Regions from separate parts of the Sus scrofa genome. Here region 2 is linked to region 1. The links are chromatin contacts, called in public HiChIP or PLAC-seq maps. All regions are on one chromosome and are shown on one strand. The core of a region is the stretch at or near the end of the contact, and the rest is flanking DNA. Distances in the headings are between cores, read along the strand shown. Region 1 overlaps MED12L (mediator of RNA polymerase II transcription subunit 12-like protein). Region 2 holds the start of P2RY14 (P2Y purinoceptor 14).

What was found. HiChIP or PLAC-seq counts read pairs in DNA pulled down with a chosen protein or histone mark.
Region 2: a contact with region 1 is called in an H3K27ac HiChIP or PLAC-seq map of alveolar macrophages. The contact joins the promoter of P2RY14 here to the enhancer-like site in region 1. A contact is called at or near these places in 1 of 5 promoter capture datasets (liver), 28 of 47 Hi-C or Micro-C datasets (adipose tissue, alveolar macrophages, blood and 15 more) and 2 of 2 datasets of contacts at active chromatin or transcription factors (alveolar macrophages and skeletal muscle).

Annotation. Positions count from the first base shown.
Region 1 is chr13:91,350,872-91,357,572 of Sscrofa11.1, reverse strand. All of the region lies in intron 11 of MED12L (mediator of RNA polymerase II transcription subunit 12-like protein), which reads right to left. Among named protein-coding and RNA genes, the nearest start is that of GPR171, 36 kb to the left of the region's middle. Within about 2 kb of position 3,227, at least 17 of the 83 cell types and tissues checked have an H3K27ac peak or open chromatin away from gene starts, as enhancers often do. A contact at or near this core is called in adipose tissue, alveolar macrophages, omental adipose tissue and 2 more, where this site is marked.
Region 2 is chr13:91,452,439-91,458,975 of Sscrofa11.1, reverse strand. P2RY14 (P2Y purinoceptor 14) reads left to right here and starts at 5,215. Exons shown (of 4, transcript XM_021069622.1): 1 at 5,215-5,733. The region is part of intron 16 of MED12L (mediator of RNA polymerase II transcription subunit 12-like protein); the gene reads right to left.

The DNA of each region.
Region 1 (6,701 bases), core at 1,978-4,477:
AAATCTTTATATGTATATACGAATGTTTCCGTATGTACATTTCCAAAAGATATTTGAGACAGCTGATTTTTGACAGGTAAAAGGGCAGCTTCCTGTCTCACATCCTTAGAACAACGTTGATGGTCTTTAGGTCTCACGACATCAAAGAAACAAAACATACACCAAGAAAGCAGAAAAGACTTGCCATTTTTTGTTCTTTTCTTCTTTAAAGCAGCAGTTAAAAATAGCACAACTCTAAGTTCTGAGTAGGGAAAGGAGGTAGATAAAAAATTAAAACAATTCCTCTGCGTATTTAAATCAACTGCCATTAATTCGCACTGTGCCAAAAATTAATTTAACTCTCAGTTAGTTCATCAACATTCCAACAATAAGTAAAAAAGTTCTGAGAAATACGTAATTGCATGATAACAGAAGTCATTTTATGAGATGAATTAGAACCACAAAGTAACCCCTCCAAAGTCCTTGAAAAGTGCCATGTCTTTCATATGGAAAGTAACTAAAACACCAGCCTTAATTTCCAAGAGTCATCGCTGTATAATACAATAAATTTGACTGCTTGCCTCTTTAGGGTGAATGAAGGAAACAGACAGAGGAAAAGAAGAAAAATATAAATTTCTAAAACATGGAGCTAGGTTCCTCTCACTTGATAACCAAAGCTGCCCAGCCAAGAACTTAATTGGCATTTACTTGGTGTTTACCATATGCCACCATATGAAGCAGATCCTACTAGTAAGGCTTAGACAATTTTCTCATCCTACCAAAACCTTGGTTTCCTCATCTGTGAAGTAGAATATTTTAAAAAACTCTCCTATCTTCTTTTTTTTAGGGCCACACCTATAGCATATGGACGGTCCCAAGCTGGGGTTGAATCTGTGCTGCAGCTGCCAGCCTACACCACAGCTACAGCAACTCAGGATCCAAGCCACATCTGCAACCTACACCACAGTTCACAGCAACACCAGATCCTCATACCCACTGAGCAAGGCCAGGGATCAAACCTGCATCCTCAAAGATACTAGTTGGTTCACAACACGCTGAGCCATAACATGAACTCCCAAAAAAATCTCTTTTTAAACGTGTGTCTCATCAGCCAGGGAAAATTTCTTGAAACAAGGCCTAGTGCTAGGAAGTACTCAAGGAAAGGCTGAAGAAGGAAAAAACAAACTCAAAGGCCCACCCATGATAGAAATGGACTCATTACTGGCCCTTCTCAATCACAGCAAAGTCTAAATGTCTGGACATACCACTTTCTCCCTCAACCATGTTAATATAACTGCCCTTTTACTAATAGAGTTATTTTAAGAAAGAAGAAAACAGTTGTAAAAGGTTAGCAAGGCTTCCTCTGGTGTCCAGCGGGGAAATGAGTAACACGAGGCCTAAGAAGCTCAGGCGGGGCCGTGATCGGCATTAATAACTCCACAGGCACCACAATGGGAAGACACTTATGGGTGCTTTCCTAGTTTCCTTGACTTCTGCCTCATTTGACCCTCTTATCTTGAGTCCCATTTTAAAGAGTGACTTTTTTGGAGTTCCCATTGTGGTGCAGTGGAAACGAATCTGACTAGCATCCATGAAGATGCAGGTTCTATCCCAGACTTCGCTCAGTGGGTTAAAGATCTGTATTATTGCTGTGGCTATGGTGTAGGCCAGCAGCTACAGTTCTGATTCGAACCCTTGCCTGGGAATCTTCATATGCCTGGGGTATAGCCCTTAAAAAAAAAAAAAAAGCAATAAAAATAAAATGACTTCTTTTTTTCTTAAACATGTTTAAAAAGAACAGAAAAGACCTAAGCACTGAAATGAGGGTGATCGCTCTTACAACATGGTAGCAGCCAGCGGGCCTGGGGTGGGCCAGTCCCATCCAACCGCCCCCTACTGGGGGTAAAGCCTCTGTGAAAATCTGAGAAAGTAAAACGTCTGATAGGTCCAGGCTGTGCTTTATGGATTACCAGACTGTGTGATATGTATGTGTGTCCCCACAGTAGTCCGAAGGGAACCAAAGGATCACATTCCTGCCATCTCTCCAGGGTCTCACTGCCTTCCTAAACCCATCAGTCAGGAAGGGTAGCAGTTAGTGTTTACTGAGAACCATTTAAAGCCAGGCACTATTAATTTTGAAATGCTTTATCCATATAGTTTCCTGCCATTTCCACATCAGGAGATAGGATGCCCCATGCACAAAGGAAGAAACTGAGACTCATCCAGGTGACTGAATCGTCTGTAACACCACCAAGAAATGCACTAACCTGCTGACTTGCCTGCCAAGACCTCTCCTGTCAGCTGCCCTCCCACTTCCACCTGCACAGATCCTCTTATACATCTGGACCTGATCCACTGGTAAAACTGACATATTACACAGAGCTCATCCCTGCCTTCACCCCAACCCTTCCGAGGCAAATCTTTCAGAAGGGTTGCCCCTTCCAGTTCAAGGACCCAGTCATTTTTTTTTTTTTCTTCCTTTTTACGGTTGCACCTGCAGCATGTGGAAGTTCTCAGGCTAGGGATCCAATCAGAGCTAGAGCTGCTGGCCTACACCACAGCTACAGCAACGCTGTGGGATCCGAGCCACACCTTCGACCTACACCACAGCTCACAGTAATCCCGGATGCTTAACCCACTGAGTGAAGCCAGGGATCGAATCCTCATCTTCATCAATACTAGTCGGTTCATTGCTCTGAGCGACAACAGGAACTCCCCAGATGCTTTTTTAAGAGCCTCCAAAAACCAATTCAGTGAACATCTCTGGAAGACACATTAGGCCCAGCTCAATGCTGGAGGCAGTGAAGAAACTGAGGTTTGGCCTGGCGGATCATGTGGTCAGAGTTCCCCGGCCACAATGGTGTAGAGCTAGTCTGGCCTTGGAGGCCTGGGCCAGAGTGGAAGAAAGGCCTGCTCCGGACTTTCCAGTCAAAAATCTCACATGAACTCATTGCACCTGTCCAGGGAGTACTCTGTGAATGGTCTATGCAGAAAATAAATGCAAACAATAAACAGTCGGTATTCTGGTGTCTGGTGTGTGGTGGCTGGGATCTGCCGTCAGGGAAAGAGGAAATGCACACCTGCCACTGTTTGGGCACACACTGTTACCAGCACAGTTGGGCTGGCCTTTCCCTTTGTTACTCAGGAGAAAGTCTGCCTCCTCCAGCACCAGAGGGAGAAGTGAAAAGGCAGCTCTTCCTGCTTCCTTTCAACTTTCCCTTCTATCCATGCCCCTGGGGAGCACCCAAAGCCACAGCTGCTTCCTCCCTCCTGCCCAGCACAGCACAAACCAGGAGAGAAGCCAAGCAGAAGGAAGTGGTCTGGGGCTCTGGAAGGTGGAGGGGGCACCTCCCTGGCTTGCTGCTCAGAGAGGAGGTCAGCAAGGTGACCCCTGCCTGTGGGTCCCAGGCAACAGACTCAGGCAGGGATTGGAATCCGGAGGTCCCCACGGCCCCCACTGTAAGGCCCCCATGAGGATTCTGGGCTTCTCTGCCTCTAGTACGCAGAGTAGACATGGTTCTGAAACACTGAACGGGCCAATCGTGAGTGAGTGCTGCATAAGACACTCCCAGGAGCTGGAGAGTGACAGGCATCTGAGTGGACATGGCCCACAGACACACTGCTTGGCTGGCAGAGTGGTTTAAGACTGGGAAAGCTGACATTCAAGTTCTCCTGAAATTCTGGAAGGTCAGGCAACAGTGGGTCTGCAAACCAAGCAGAAGCCAAGAAAGGCTACCCGGTGCAGAAAGGGCAGCCCCCTTTCCCAGTGACCTTGGCCTCACCCTCTGGGGGAACTGTATACAGCAGCCCACCTCTAGTTTATATCGCCTGCCTGGCCACTGGTGACAGGAGTCTCTGAGCCCCATTCTAAGTGTTATAGACTTTGATATCTCACATATACTGAATGGAAACCCAAGTAGCATAAATCTAGAATAAGTAAACATCGAGGATGTTGAGATGTATACTTTCTACCTTACCCATCACTTGGAAGCAGTAGCTGGCTCGGGGGGGGGGGGGCAGGTAATGGAATAACATTCTCCATGGCTAGCTGTGAACGCATGCCTGGCACACCCCACAGGGGGCACACTGCCAGCTCCTATTCTCACGCTGGCCACAGTCCAACCACAGGGCAGGACCAAGCCCTCAAATGCCTTCATGCCCATGCATAATGGTTTTAGCAGGCTTTCACCAAATACCGAGAATGATCACACACACCAGCCTGAACCTTAGATTTCTGAGTCCTCTAGACAGCTGCTTTCCCCACTCCCTATCCAGAGAAAAGGGAACCCAGGGGTAAAGGTCAAATTTCCCAAACAGACGTGGGAAGCACTCTGCAGTCTGGGGCCCAAGCATACCTAAACATGTCTTCAGCAAGCACAAACCTCAACCTTATTGCAACTGCAGGGGTTGGTCAGTTTTTCTACTACCTACTGTGTTGTCTAAGTCCTAACACAAATTATGAAACCAAAAAAGGGGAAGTGCATTAAAAAGAAGTGAGCTGTTTCTGAATCCTAACCACACCACTTTATAGAACTCCTTATCAGAGAATTATGCCCTCAGACTGGTTCTTCCACAATAATACTAATAATGCTTGCCACGTTATTATCATTAACAGTAACAATTCTTTAAGACTTACGTATATAGGGCTTTAGAATTCTCAAAGTGCTCATGTCTCCTTAGAGATAGAGAGGGCAAGTATGTGTTCTATGCCAATGTGACAAGAAAGGACACTTAGGCACGAGTAACTTGTCTGTAACCTGCTCAAAATCGAATGACTGATTAGGAATCAAAACAGCTCTGCAGCTCATAAGCGAATTCCAGAAATATTGTAAAAATTACTTATGTTAAATATTTCAGAAAGATATGTCCAGTTACTCTTCCTGACAGATTAAGAAAAGGTGACCAGTCTGAATTACAGGTTTAAAAATGTGGTTTTTGTCTTACTCATAAAAAGGCATAGTAACCACAAAGCAACCACTCACTTACATCAAATCTTTCCAGAGTTGAGTCAACATTCAATATAATTACTCTTGAATGGGCTACACGGACATTTTCTCCAGTGAAGTCTGTGACTAGAGCACCGAGGACTCTCAGCCCTGGGCACATGGCGCCCTCTAGTGGCAAACACCTCCCTGCAGCCCCGGCCGAGAAGTTCTTTTAAAGGAGCTTTGAACAGTGAGCTCCAAACAATGCTTAAACCCTCTCAGCTTAGTTTGCTATTTTTCTTTTAGTAAATACTCTCAATCTACACATATTGAGTTATACCTTCTGTGCCTAAAATACCATAATAATGATGATCGTTATAAAACCTAGACACAACAGAACTGCTTACAGTGTAAAATATTTTTTTGAAATGTTATCTAAATATAAATTCTAATACTTTCTTCTTGCCCTCCCCCAATGTCTCATCTCAAGCACCCACTTTGAGGGCAACTGTGCCTTAGAGAGAACCTCACAGTGGGATTTTATTCAAAAATATCAGATCTGGTTTCTGCCCCTGACACTCATCGTTTTCCTTTTGGGGTGCTGGTAAGCAACTTCAGTCTCGGTGGGTGAATGAAGCAAATAATCCTAAAGTTGGCCAGTTCATCCACTAGGAAGTTAAACAGCCAGGTCAAATGTAAACTGAAGTGGCTTTGGTGGACCTCTCACCAGGGTACCATGCTGCCTTGACTGCACACTTAGTGTAAGGAGCTTAGCAGTCCAAGGGGACACCTTGAATTCTGGGTGCCCCTACTGTCCTTCCAGATATCTCGCATTTACGTATTAAGAAATCTTCATGCTCTTGAGGCCTTTTATCTAAGCAAGTCTCTATTACAAACAGACTGTAAGGTTTCTACCCCTAAAGAACACAGCAACACACTAATCTGCATCAATACACAAAGAATTAGGTAGGCTTATAATCAATGAACTCAACAGAAATACAAAGCATTTCTACTGAGACTCACCATAAGAAAACACATTCAGAGTCTGTACCTCACTCAACATCCTGATCTCCTATTTGGCATCAACACTCTCGAACCTCATCTTTTTTTTTTTTTTTCTGATTTTTTTAAATTGAAGTGTAGTTAATTTACAATGTTTTGTTAGTTTCAAGTGTACAGCAAAGTGATTCAGATATATAGATAGATAATCTTGAACCTTATCTTTGAGAAGCAAGGTGCTAACTTACAAATTATCTTAAAAAGAATAACCTGGAACAAGTTCACAACAGGCTCACATAAAGGTAGAAGGAATGGTTTGGGGCGGTCATTTTATCTTTTCTTTCCACCTATGCATTCCCGAAGGCCAGTATGAAAATCAAAGACAGTTTAAATCAGTTAATGGAGTTCCCCAGTGGCTCACTGTCACTGCCATGAATCTGGTTACTGCTGTGGTGTGGGTTTGATCCCTGGCCTAGGAACTTCCACTTGCCAGGGGGTGTGGCTGAAAAGAAAAATCAGTTAACTCTACAGTGTTCCTTTATGCAGTACAGGGAAATATAGCCATTTGTTGCAAGACATGTTTTTATAATATTTTCTTAGCCTCTTTGCTGAAAACTCCATCTTGTCCTTCCTTACTTTGTCCGTCTTCCTGCTTGAGAAACAGTCACGGTGATGGTAAATGACTTAAGCTTAAGAACAAAAACCTAAGGGCATGGCTTATTCACGGGGTCAGCTGAATGAGGACATAATATAATGGTCTAGGCACACTGGGCCTGTGCAGATTGGCACACCATTTGC
Region 2 (6,537 bases), core at 3,966-6,465, 99 kb before region 1:
AAGCTCTACTAAGGCAGACAGTCTGTCTTAAGGCATGCAATCTTGAGAACACAAGATGAACAGATAACTCACCAAGTTCTTCTTGGGTGGTTATGTTTTCATCTTCCCCAATTACAAGGCAAGCACAGCCTTGACCACTAATTTTACCACTCGCCTTGTGGTTCACAGTCATATTGTTGGACGTCAAGACCTCTTCAAGGAGATAGACCTCAAAGCCTCTGGCCAAGACAATAATTACCAGACCCTAATCATCCCCCCACCTGTCTCATTATAATGCCCCACCCCCCCACCTTAAGCACTCTGGCCTACTCCTTCCTACTCCCTATTAAGAAAGTATGTGGCCCACTCCTCAGCCTACCCCTATAGGCTTTATACATCCCTAACCTACCAGCAAGTATATCTTAAGACCCCTCTTTCCCCAATCAATCAGCAAGTCTGAAGGTTTATCTTAAGACCTCTCCTCTCAACAAGGGCTATATTAAAAAAAAAGACCCAACCCGTTCTGCTGCTAGCAATGCCTCTTATCTCAGTAAACTTATCTTTCTTTTCACCCTGCTATGAGTCTGTAAAATTCTTTTTCTAACCACCGTGCACAGACCACAACAATTATCACCTGCACCGCCTATCTGCCTGCCATACTCTCTTCACCTTTCTCACCTTTGGATTAAAATATTATGTGTGCATATAACCAACATTTCGCAATGAGAAAATACACTTTTTCTGTCTGGGTTCCCCACAGTGACTGTCATAGTGTATGCAGCTCTCAGGTGCTTCATCAATTCAGGAATCAGTGTTCACTGTTCATCTGGTTTTAAGAAAGAGCCACTGACCTGGGAAAGGAATCCTAAACTCTGAGTCTAAACTCTAGTCTAAACTCTGCATGAGAAAGTCAAAGTGACTATATTAATCAAGCAAAGTTGATTTCAAGATGAGGAATATGACCAGGAATAAAGAAGGACATTTCATAACAGTAAAAGGGTCTGTTAATCAGGAAGAAATAACAGATGTAAATATGCACGCATGTAGGAGCAAAACTTCAAAATACATGAAGTTACAGAAAAGGGGAAAAGTGAAAAAAAACTCCAGTTCTTCTTTCAGTAGTTGAAATAACTAGATATAAATGTAGAAAAGAGACTGAAGATCTGAAGACCATAAATCAACATGTACCAAAAAACTACAAAATAAACATTTCTTTCAATTGTACATGCAATATTATTAACCAGACAGACTATATGCTGGATCATAAAATAAATTAAAATCAAAATTTTTAAATCTTAAAAAAATAAACTCTAGCTGCAATCCAGCCTTGCCACTTCCTAGCTTAAATAACTTAGTTAAATTTTCCAAAGCTCTGTTTTTTTCCTCTGTAAAAATAGGAATAGTTGCCCCCCAATGGTTCCTATATAGATTGGCTGCAAAGAGATCTAATACCAAAAAAAAAGAAAAAAAAAAACTCAACGTGCTCAACGTGAATGAGACATATCGCTGGCCATGTCGGTAAACAAAGGATGTTACAGCCATCAAGGCATCATGGTACAGCTGTCCCAACAGCAGTGAGCCCTGAAGGAACTCAGAATGGAAACAAAGAAGGCCCACCATCTAGCAGTCAAATGCTGCAGCCACAGGATATAGGCCCTAGATAGTTAAGATGCATATCAAAGGAATGATGTCAATGAGCCCAACTTTACATCTTCCCATACAGAAAAGCACTCAATTCATTAACTTGACATGTCTGGGTTTTTTCAATTAACAGTAATCTTTTGATGTTCCTACTACCTGGTCTTTCGTGGCAAAAACTTCTATATAACCTGACCCCACCCCCCCCCCACCTCTTGGGAACGGTTTCTCAGCTTTATCTGAGATGCTGTGTTCCAGGCTCGAAGTCCTCGGAAAGTCCCCGAATAAAAGATAACTCTCAGAGTTCCCGTCGTGGCGCAGCGGAAACTAATCTGACTGGAACCATAAGGTTGCGGGTTCAATCCCTGGCCTGCTCATTGGGTTAAGGCTCCGGCGTTGCCATGCGCTGTGGTGTACGTCACAGACGCAAGTAGGATCTGACATTGCTGTGGCTGTGGTGTAGGTGGGCAGCTACAGCTCCAATTGGACCCCTAACCTGGGAACCTCCATATGCCGCAGGTGCAGCCCTAAAAAGACCAAAAAAAAAAAAAAAATGGTAACTCTCGACTTTAAGGCTGTGCAATTTTTTTCAGTCAACATAGACCAAGTGTGTGAGATACATGCATCTATGCTTTGATCCAGTCCTTGCAGATGAGATTTCCTTCCGAGACCCTGGTCATACCCTCCCTACCCTGCTTATGCCACAAACCAGCTTCCCATAAGCCAAACACAGTCACACTCAGGTTCTGTTTCAGCCCACCAGACGGCAAGCCTACAAGAGTTTGCAAAGTGTCTGATTTCAACAATGCATGAAACCAGGAGAGACACAGAAGTGAAGTTAGGAGCATGGGCTCCAGGATCTGCCTTTGCCAGGATCCAAACTCCAGCTCTAGGAGCTGTGGGACCTAACTTAGGATCTCTGTGCCTCAGCTTCCTCTACTCTTAGGAAAGGGAGGGGGAGGGACAGGAGTGAAAGCCACCCAGCTCACAGAGCTGTTGTGAGAACTCAATGAGTTAAAACACTTAAACACAAAAAGCATCTGGAACAGCCCACATGATCGGCAGGCAAGGTTCTGACAACACTGGTCCATCCACAGTGAGGCAACGCTGGGCCCTGATAAGCTCTAGCTGGGCAGCAGCTGCCCCCCTCCCCCACCGTGGGCCATGAGTTCTGCAATTTCCTTTCTCCCCTAAGGGTCTACCTCAGGTATCTGGACCTGCCATCAGAGACCACTTGCATGCTATCCCTTTGGCCTTGGACTTCACAACTCCTGGCACAGAGAGGAAAACAAGCAGCTCCAGTGAACTTAATTTAATAATAATGTCTGTCTACTTCCCCCTCACCCCAACAGGCTCCATACCTATGAGGAGCACCCCACGGAGAAGGCAAGAATGCGAGGGAACAATTAAAGGGTGTTTCTGAAACCATCAGAATAAATGCAGAGCCTCCTGCAATAAATCAGGGAAGTCTTGAAAGCCAAATCATCCATTTAGTTAGCATAACATTTACATCTGAGGGACTCTACAGCATGCTCTGATAATAAGCAGGCTCTGAAGCAGGCTCATCCTGTTTGTCTATTTGTGCTTAAACATATTTACCAGGCAGATCTCCTTGCAGCAGAAGCTAGCAAGCCTCTATAGGCATGTCAACTTTAAAAATATGCACAACCTAAAAGTTGAGGGTTAAATTTTATTTGGGGCGAAATGAGGACCATAGCCTGGGAGGCAGCATTTCAGATAGCTCTGAGCTAGGGCTCCAAAGAGGCAGGGGAGAATATCAGTATGTACGTGATCTTGGTGAAGGAGTGCTACATGCAACCAAGCATACATTTTTACAGAGGGTTGCTGCTGGTGTCCTGAAGATTACTACTAGTCATGAGGCGCAGATGACACCGTGAAGGATTTCAATGCTTTTCTACATGTGAGCAGATGCAAGAATTGGGCACATAAAATGTTCTCCTGAAAATATCTAACTCCCTGAAGACCTGTTCTGCCAGTTCCCCCCCTCACCCCCAGCACAGAGTGCCTCACTCTTGATCTCCACCCTGAGCTCCCTTCAGGGGGTGTTGCTCCCTTCAGGATCAGCAGCTGCAGTAGCTCATGATTCAGTCCACATCGAGGCAGATGGCAATTGCCAACCTCCAGTTCACAGGCATATGGTGCTCCTGGCCTCCAAGCAGCAGCCAGGACCCAGTGGGCCCTGGGAAGAAGGAGGACTGCATCACCCAGGCAGAGCCAAGTGGGAAGCTTCCCTAAACCAGCTCTGGGTCCCCCAGGGCCTCTGCTGAGTTTACTAAGGATCAATAGTGACTATGTCTGTATGTAAGACTCAAAATAAGCAAATGCGCTTCGTGAAGGATGGGACTGGAATCTGATTTAGTCACTACTTCATCTCCAGTACCTGGAACACTGCCTACCACACAGTAGGTGCATACTAAGTATTTAGAACAGGACCTGGCATATCATATCTCCATAAATAAGTACTACTGACTGCTGCAACCATAAACGTAGGGTACACTTTTAAGTCCAACTGAACTTGACACGTTAATAAACTCTGAGCCCATAATTCAGCTATGGAACAACCTGAGTGAACACACCTGCAACGTAGCAGCCTAATAAAGAGCCTTTCAGGGCAAAGTTTCTTTCTTATCTGGTTCTGAGTCACACACTTTAATGAGAGGTTTGCAGCCAAATTTAGTATTTCCATTTCTAACTGCACACTAGTATTCAGCAGGAAAGAGAGCACCCTTCAGGACATTATAAATTATATTATACAACTTGAAAAGGAACCAGAAATACAAAGAGGTCCTGCCTCTCACTTTCAAAACAGTAACATTAACAGCACACACTTAGCAAAAGATTAACACACGAGTTAATCTGAAGCCCTACTCATGATCTATTTGTCAGTAATGCTCAAATATGGAAAAATTAATGTGGAAAAAAATGGCAATAATAATACCTCTTATCTAACAGATGTGGTCAGGGGTGCCAAAATGCTTCTTTACTCAAACGCTAATTCCACATTTCCAGGTAGCCCCAGTCACCACCTGTTTGTGAACAGTAGTTACACTGGGTGGCTGTTGACAAGGAAGGGGGAGCAAACCTTGCCACCCCCAAATCTGTCTCTTTGGTCTGCTCATTATTTTGAGCTGGAAAAAATCTAGGCCCCAAAGATTCAGGAACCTTTGACCATCCCCTTAACTGACTAAAAGAATTTAGACAGAGGACCTGTCCCAGGAAGGGAGCCATCATGAACAAGGTGTACAACGGGAGGACCCTAGCAAACGTTTTTGTTAAAATGTTTCTCTGTGTCCCATTGTTCCTGTGGCCCAAGAAACACTGGTTTACCATCTGCTCTTTCTCATCTTCCTGTGCATTACCTTCCTCCCCTTTGAATTCCACGACCCCCCACCATCCTCCTTTGCCCTTAGCTGAAAACGGTATTTAAGGTGGTGGCTTCTGCCACGTTGTGAGTTACTGAGTTTTCCTGGGTCTCTCCCGTGTATACGTGTTATGACACTTTTGTTTGCTTTTCTCCTGTTAATCCGTCTCATGTCAACTTTATTCTCAGATTGGCCAGAGGAGCTCAGAAGTGAGGGGGGAGTTCCTTCCTCCCCTACAACAGTTTCCTTTTAGGAGGGTGTGGCAGATGGGTGCCCCCACCAGCTCTCCGCCTCTCACATGTTGAACTTGGTAATGGCAAAATTTGAAAAGAAAACCTACTCAGGTTGTTGCCTGGCTGTTCATTTGCCGTATGATGTGGTGACGTGGCGGGGGAACATAGTAGAAAATTTCAAAAAGGAAAAAAACTCACATTTTTTGTTTTTTTTGATCACTGAAGGAAAGGCACTAGCACGGAGGCCAGCCTGATATCCACGTAGATCCAAACATCTCTCTCTCCCTCCTTGTTTCCATTTCCCAACCTTGAGCAATTTCAAACTGACCAATTCAGCAGTGACAGTCAACCTTCTGTCTCGTGGTTTCTGTCAAGTTCCTGATTTTCATCTGTTCTTGAAGACGAGCAAGAACTGCGTAAGGACAGTCTTAATTTGGAGCGTCCACTGAGACATACTTTGAAATAAGTGCTGTGACTCGCAGACGAAGGTCTACAAACAGGTAAGGAAACAGCTTTTCCATGAAAGAACTTGAGTGTGTGTGAACAGGGTGTGAGAATGGAAAAGGAGATTTCTGAGTAACACCAGACTGTCCCCATTCTCAGTAAGTACTTTGGGCTTGAGAACTATAACTGGTTAACATGGTAATATATTTGCTCACGCTAGCTTGGGGATCCAAATTTAACATTTTATCACTGAGGATTAATTAGGATTTCCAGTTGTGACTGTCAAAATATATCTGTGATGAGGAAATGCCAAAGAAAATGCTTAAAAGATATTCATTCAGGATGAACATTTCTAAAGCTTATATATGCACACCAAAATTGTCTCTAAAAAGTGCAAAATCAATTATGACAATAATACTTACAAGTCAGTTTTTGTTTGCAATTTCATGTGTACATAAATACACAATTAGTATTTATTTGTGTATATATACTTATATAGGTAGAAGTTTTTTAACCTTTGTTTTTATTGGAATAAATTATCCCTATTAATACCTAGCAAGCTATGTATTTGCCTTTAAAGAGAACTATAAACTGAAAAAAAAAAAATACATCCTATGCATAGCAAAAATTTAACTTCACATGCTACTTATTATATAGGTCTGGGACAAACTACCTAAATTATTCAAAGTACTTTAAACATTATAATTTAAATTACAAGGGAATTAGCACAGATCCACCCCATCAGATCCAGCCAATCTCATGCAATCCATCTAGTTCATAAATATTTTTTTCAAGCAAGGACAACTAATTCTACAGAGAAAATGAATCAAAGATCACAAAAATACACTGCAGTTTGCATA